Regions from separate parts of the Sus scrofa genome. Here region 2 is linked to region 1. The links are chromatin contacts, called in public Hi-C maps. All regions are on one chromosome and are shown on one strand. Each heading gives the region's core, a stretch centred on a gene start, on an enhancer-like site or on the middle of the called end of the contact. The rest is flanking DNA. Distances are from core to core; before and after follow the strand shown. Region 1 holds the start of TMEM42 (transmembrane protein 42). Region 2 holds the start of EXOSC7 (exosome component 7).

What was found. Hi-C and Micro-C count contacts between places; a contact is called where the count stands out from the background.
Region 2: a Hi-C map of liver shows a contact between it and region 1, with 4 times the contacts expected there. The contact joins the promoter of EXOSC7 here to the promoter of TMEM42 in region 1. A contact is called at or near these places in 1 of 47 Hi-C or Micro-C datasets (liver) and 1 of 2 datasets of contacts at active chromatin or transcription factors (alveolar macrophages).

Annotation. Positions count from the first base shown.
Region 1 is chr13:28,043,669-28,047,022 of Sscrofa11.1, forward strand. It overlaps TMEM42 (transmembrane protein 42), which reads left to right and starts at 1,702. Exons shown (of 3, transcript XM_021071749.1): 1 at 1,702-1,944. The coding sequence starts at 1,747.
Region 2 is chr13:28,175,013-28,178,434 of Sscrofa11.1, forward strand. It overlaps EXOSC7 (exosome component 7), which reads left to right and starts at 1,794. Exons shown (of 8, transcript NM_001243824.1): 1 at 1,794-1,860. The coding sequence starts at 1,804. It overlaps ZDHHC3 (palmitoyltransferase ZDHHC3), which reads right to left and starts at 1,721. Exons shown (of 7, transcript XM_021071753.1): 1 at 1,489-1,721.

The DNA of each region.
Region 1 (3,354 bases), core at 452-2,951:
CAGTGCAAACTCTTAGGTGTAAAGTGAAACAAAGCCTAAAAAGGACAAAAAATCAGCATAGCCCAGCTAAATCCAGACTTGCAGACTCCTTATCGAACAGGCTCATGTAACAGAGTGAGTTCCCTAGAACAAAGATAGCCCCAAGGCTGCAGACTACATGGCTCAACAAAACGACCCCTGTCTATAAAAAAACCAAGCACTCCCTTACTGGGGGAGTTTGTCTTACTTGCTCAGAGCTCCCAACTGATTTGTTGGTTAATAAACTCTGCTTGCAATCTCATTACTCCAGCCTCTGCCTCCTTCCCCGCCATTCTAACAAATACCACTCGATTTCCCGTAGGTTTCAAGTTAACATAAGAGCTTTCCAAGGGATTGTCCTTGAGGTGGGGTTCACACGGCTTTGTTCAGTGGCATGATGCCTCTCAGCCTCGATTTTTTTCAGCTGTAAAATAGGACAGTTTATACCACATAGGAATTATCAGGGTTATCCATGTTTTTATTGGTGCCACAAAGCCACCTTGTGAGAGAAGATGGCAAGTAAGGACTGAATGGAAAAAAAGAGTGCCATGCAGTGTGAAATCATGTTTAGAAAAAAGGCCCCAGAGTTCCCGTTGTGGTGCAGTGGAAATGAATCTGACTAGTATCCATGAGGATGCGGGTTTGATCCCCAGCCTGCTCAGTGGGTCAGGAATCTGCCATTACTGTGAGCTATGGAGTAGGTCACAGATGCAGCTCAGATCAGTGCTGCTGTGGCTGTGCCAGCAGCTGATACTCCCAATTTCAACTCCTAGCCTGGGAACTTCCATATGCGGTGGGTGCGGGCCCTTGATAGAAAGAAAAGAAAAAAGAGAGACAGACAGACAGTCAGACAGACAGACCTTTCTAAATTTCCTAAAATAAGCATGTATCCATCCATGTGGACTATTTGATTTATCAGAAGCTGAAACGAGCCCGTCCTCTTGCTGAGTATGCAAGGTCTCTGGCGCCCTCTACCGAAGCATCTCCATATCTTGCAATTGTCCAACTAGAAGATGCAGGTCACTGTCCTGTTAAAATGCAGATTCTGGAGTTCCCATCATGGCAGAGCGGAAACGAATCCGACTCGAACCATGAGGTTGAGGGTTCGATCCCTAGCCTCCATCAGTGGTTCAAGGATCCAGCGTTGCAATGAGCTGTGGTGTAGGTTGCAGACACTGCTCGGATACTGCATCGCTGTTGCTGCAGTGTAGGCAGCCAGCTACAGCTCCGATTAGACCCCTAGCCTGGGAACCTGCATATGACATGGCTGCGGCCCTAAAGAGACCAAAAAAAAAAAAAAAACTCACAAACAAACAAACAAAAAAACACGCAGATTCTGAGTCTATGGGCTTGCAGCGGGGCCTGGTTAGGCTTTTGAAACAAATTCCAGGGAAGCCGATGCTGGACCACATCAAATGGCAAGGGTTGAAACTGCTAAGCCACGAAGAGTTATTCTACAACAGCAACCACAATACCACAGTCAGCCTTGGATATCGTTCCAACACTGCTCCTAGGTAAGACTAAACCTGACGGCGAAGGAGGATCATTGCTGGGAGAAGGCAGCCTGGGGTTCGGCCGGCGGCCCCGCCCCTCGACGCCTTTGCGGAGCCTCAATTGGCAACCCCATCACGTGAGCTTCTCATCACGTGAGGCCGCGGTCCAATCGCAGAGCACGTTCGACCTGGGTGGCTGACGTTGCTGGGGAGCGGAGAGAAGGAGGCGGGCACCATGGCCGTGGCCGGAGGGCCGCAGGTTGTGGGGAGCGGTGTGTGTGCTGCCTCGCACTCTAACGTCTCCGCCGGATTTCCTCCGCACCTGCAGGCCGGCGCGATGCGGCGCCGCTTCTGGGGAGTATTCAACTGCCTGTGCGCTGGAGCGTTCGGGGCTCTGGCCGCCGCCTCTGCCAAGCTGGCCTTCGGCAGCGAGGTTGAGCCCGGGACGCGGCTGAGGATGGCGGGCGGGTGGGGCGGGCGGATGAGGGACACTGCGGGGCTGCGGGGTGAGTTGGGGCTGGCGGCCCCTGGGGCTTCCTCACTTCTACTGGTTTGTTCGGCTCCGTCCGCGGCCAGGCTGTGCAATTATTAGTGACAGGAGAGCAACCTTCCACTGGAAGTCAAGCCCAACCCTCGTCCAATGTAGGTGGTAAGAGACGTCGGGGATTGAGGCCTGCTTCCCTTACCAGGGATGTAAAATCTCTCCTCCGATTGGGCTAGTTCGCTTTCGGGGGAAGATGCACACCTCCTACATCCACACTCTACATCTCATTTTAGGCCCTTTGTGCCTGAACATTTCTCTCCACGTGACTCATAAGGTGAGAAGCCTCTTGCCCATCTTTTTCCTCAGTAAGTAACGGGTGTTTGGCTGGTCTACACTGTTGCCAGGAAACTTGGGAGTTGGGACATCCTAGGCGTAAGGGAAGACAGAAACGTTCTGGACATTCTGCCAATGCTGAGAACTCCTCAGCTGCCTCCCGACGTCTGTTAAGGTGTACCTTTGCCTCTCCCATCCTAAGTCTTAGGCCAGCTTCTGCTTGTTGAGGAAGTTTCATTGCATCTGCAACGCAGCGTTAGGCCCTGACCTGGACAGTGGGCAGGCAGATTCTTTAGGTTTAAGCCTATTTAGGGCTCGTTCGGGGGAGAGGCCATGCTTGAAGTTGGTATCCTTTTGGGTGTTACTCTTGGATTGCTCCAAAGTAATCTGAGGAATGATGAGCCTTGAGGTTTTCTAGGCTTCTCAGTTGTGCACCAGACCGTTGTAAGTCAGTATTATATAGGACTGCACTGATGCATGTAGTGCTTCTGTGTAAATATACAGAGACACTCCCTCCTCAAGACACTGTATATTTAGCTACTGGAAAACTTATGAGAAAATAAGAGTCTCAGGTTTAGATGGGCACCATCCCCAGAGGAAGCAGTTCTGTCTGTAGGCTGGTTTATAACTCAAAACCAAGCAAAGGGTCTGCATATCTGATTATGTAGGAGGCTTCTAAAAATCCTCTCTTCCCTCAAGATTCTCCTTTAAAAAACAAAAAAGGCAAACAAATCTGCAAGTCCTGCAAGTGATGCATGGGATTACCAGTCAAACAGTCTCAGGTGGTGGTTTCCTAGGCACAGCTGTATCCTGTTTCAGAGCAGGGAGCCACACTGCCTAGGCTTGAAGCCTGGCAGTTCCCCGCTGCTGTGGCACTTTAGCCAAGTTACTAAATGTCTCAGATTATTTATCTGTAAAATGAAGTTAAGGAATAAATGAAAATGTACTTAAAACACTTAGCATATAACCTGGCATGGAGTAAAAGCTCAAAAATGCCCCATGAGAGTGGCCTAAGCGGGTTGTAGC
Region 2 (3,422 bases), core at 544-3,043, 130 kb after region 1:
ATCCTAGCTAGTAAAATTCCACATTCAGGGTCTCTCCTTTCTGAGCAATCTCTAGCACAAAATGCCTTTTCCAACATCAGCAGTCCCTTGTTATCACATCACGGAAGTCCTCATGTAGAATCCAGGCAGCTAATCACACACAACAGGTGGGGCACCTGTGCTTTCATTAGGGAGGAAACCTTTCCGGTTTCAACTCTCCTAGTTTCCCTGGAGGGCAAAGTCCAACACTGCAAGATGTCTTCGCTGTAGGTGCACCTGCAGATGACTATGTAGAGACATCAGAAACAACTAATGTTCAGTTTACTAAGAAGTGATCATCTATTGTGGGGCTCAGCAGTTTAGTGCTTAAGATTGTGGGCAGGTATTTCCTCTCCATACCCTCCTCCTGCCACTGCCCTATCTTCCTGTGCTCATTGGTGCCACTATCATAGCTCTTAACCACCATGTTCTGTGGTTGTGTTGGCCCTGGAGCCTTCCCCCTCTGCCCAGGGACCTTCTCTGGGCAGAAGGGGTGTTTCATTTCCTAGTGTTCCAAAGCTAGCACAAAGCCCATCTATAGTAAGGTCCCACTACTTATTTGTGCAACCGTATTGAAGTTACTGAAAAATGCCTAACAGTTCTTTGGAAGATCAAGCAATCAAGGGTTACTTTCACTTTTCAGAACAGTAGGTTCCTCAAAATTGGGGCGTTTGGAAAAGTCATCAGATCACCTTTTGCTTCCATCGTTTTGGGTTAACTTTCCCCATTTATCCACGTGGCTCCTTTAAAATGTTTCGTGCCCTGTTAGCCCCGCCTTAATGGGCTCCTTCAGTGACCCCATATTCACCTTGCAGGTATCCTTTCCAGATATTCAAGGCCCATATTCCTACTCGGCCACGACTGGGGCTCTCATTTTTCGTCCACGGATCTCAACGACCAAGCTGGGGTTTTCAGCCACTACTGTGAAGCGCTGGGGACGACTGGGCACTACGCCCCTCTCCAGCTCCGGTTACCAAGATTCTCCCCACCTACTCTCTTTGGGACAATGCTCCGGCAACCTCCCAGGGCAAGGGGATTCGGCAAGGTTCTGGGCTAGCGTTCGGTAGTCAGCCCCAGAGAGCAGGCGTGGGGGTAGGAGGAATCCCTAGGGTGAGTGAGGACGCCTCGGGACTAGTGAGCACTTACTCGTGGCCCGGACCCTTCCGGCCGGGAACGACCTATAGGGGCTGTATCGCCTCTTCCCCACCACCCTAGGGACTAGGGAAATGCAAGACAGCGAGGCGGGAGATAGAGCGAAGAGACAATCCCCAGACCAACCACGACGTCCGCCTTCCCTCATTCAGGGTCTGTCGATCTCTCTCTCTCTCACAAGCCCTACTTCAACTCCAGCCTTGCGCAAACTGAGCTGCGCGCCTCTCTCACTGCGAGTCCTCCAGCCCCGGCCCCAGCCCGCTCCTCTCGTCTCACCCCAGCTTTTTCACTCAACCCCAGTTTCCTCACCCAACTGACCATGAAGCCGGAGGCAGTTTCCCAGTCCCAGGTCCCCGGTGAGGCTCCCGCCGCCGCCGCCGCCTCCCCCTGCAGCCTCCGACCCGGCACCCGGCCTCGGGCTGCTGCGATGGCTCCCCAGCACGAGGCGCAGCGGCTCCCTGGACTCGGCCAGACACAGGGCGGCGCGCAGGAGAAGCCCATCGAGCTCCCGGCAGTAGCGACGGCGGCTGCTGCAGGAGCGGCCGCCGCGCAGACTGATGACGCGTGAGCGCGGGGGCGTGGTCACGGGGCGACGCGGGCTGATGACGTGAGGCGGCGGGGCAGCTCGGCAACATGGCGTCTGTGGCTCTAAGTGAGGCGGAGAAGGTGTACATCGTGCATGGTGTTCAGGTAGCGGCAGCAGCTGCATTGGCGCGGCCCGCTGGGTTCCCCTGGCTCTGCGGGTCGCTTCCCGCTCTCAGTTCGCCTGGGAGGACTGCGGCCGATTGGGTTTACTTTGTGATTAAACCACTCGCAGCCGGCGTGTGCATTCTGAAGCTGGCAACGCGGGCATGTTTGGGGCCTGTTGGCGAGCATCCATTTAGACCTATATGCATACTTGCATCTTTCTGGGTCTGTAAGGTTCCTAACCAGGGTAGGAAGTGGTGGGTAGTTCCTGATTCTATTAAATCCCCTCTCAGCCTTCGAGGTCTGAGCTGTCCCACATTTTTTAGGTACATATTCTATCATAATTTTTATCTCGTCGTATCTTTCTAACAGTCCTGAAGGTAAGTATTATCTCTGCTGATAAAGAACTGAGGTCAGAGAGGTTAAGTCACTTGTCCAAGGTCACCTAGTAAGTGTGTGGTGGTGTTACCCAAAAACTGGATTTGCGTTTTGGTGGGTGTGGAGCCAAAAGACACAACCTAGACAAAGATTGAGAGAAGGAAGGATTTATTACTTGCTGCAAGTAGGACACCCGTGAGATCTTTTCCAAAGCAGTGTCTCAAACAGCAAAATTGGGGAACAAGCTAAGGGCACATGTGTATTTGAAGGGGCTTGAGCAGAGGAGAATTCAGCAAGAATTGGGGCAAAATCAATAGGGTGAAGCTTTAGTTGATAGGAGGCTTGAGGGTCAGAAAAGGTCAACGAAAACGTTCCTTAGGTTCCGACCAGTTTGGGGGTGTTAGCCTGTAGTTACTGTACTCCATCTGGTTGAGGGCTTTAGCTCCTATAGAACAATTCAAAGGTACATATTACATTGTCATGTATATCCCTTGAGGAGGAACTTGAACTCTGTTTTACTGCAGAACTATTGTTTCTTTCCTACTTTTCTTTTGTCCTGCATTTTGTTGTTGTTGTTGTTTTTAGGGCTGCACTCAGGGCATATGGAAATTCCCAGACTAGGGGTTGAATCAGAGCTGCCGCTGCCAGCCTGTGCCACAGCCATAGCCACACTGGATCCAAGCCAAATTTGTGACCTACACTGCAAGCTCATTGCAATGCCAGATCCTTAACCCATTGAACAAGTTTAGGAACTGAGCCCTCGTCCTCATGGATACTGGTCGGGTTCATTAACACTGAGCCACATTGGGAAGTCCCTGTTTCTGCATTCTTTTTTTTCCCTCAAGATCATTATTTACTGAGACCTGTTCAAGGGCAAGCATTGTAGCCAGGCTTAGATTACAAAAAGACTTAGGCCAAAATGGCTTCTCTTATGTCCAGAAAGCCATGCCTTACTCTCTTTTTCCAGAGACAACCCCCAACCCCCTCCACCCTCTATGCTTACAGTAGAGCTGGGATATAAATCCAGATCTTTCTGATTGCAAAGCCTAACTCGACTCTCATGCCACTTGCCCTTTTTTAAAAATAGGAATTCAAAGGGGAAAGCCAAAGAGACTCCCCACTTCTACTTTTCTTTCTTCTGTCCTCTGAAAGTATGTTGGGGAAACAGAACAGGGGGAGGGCAAGTT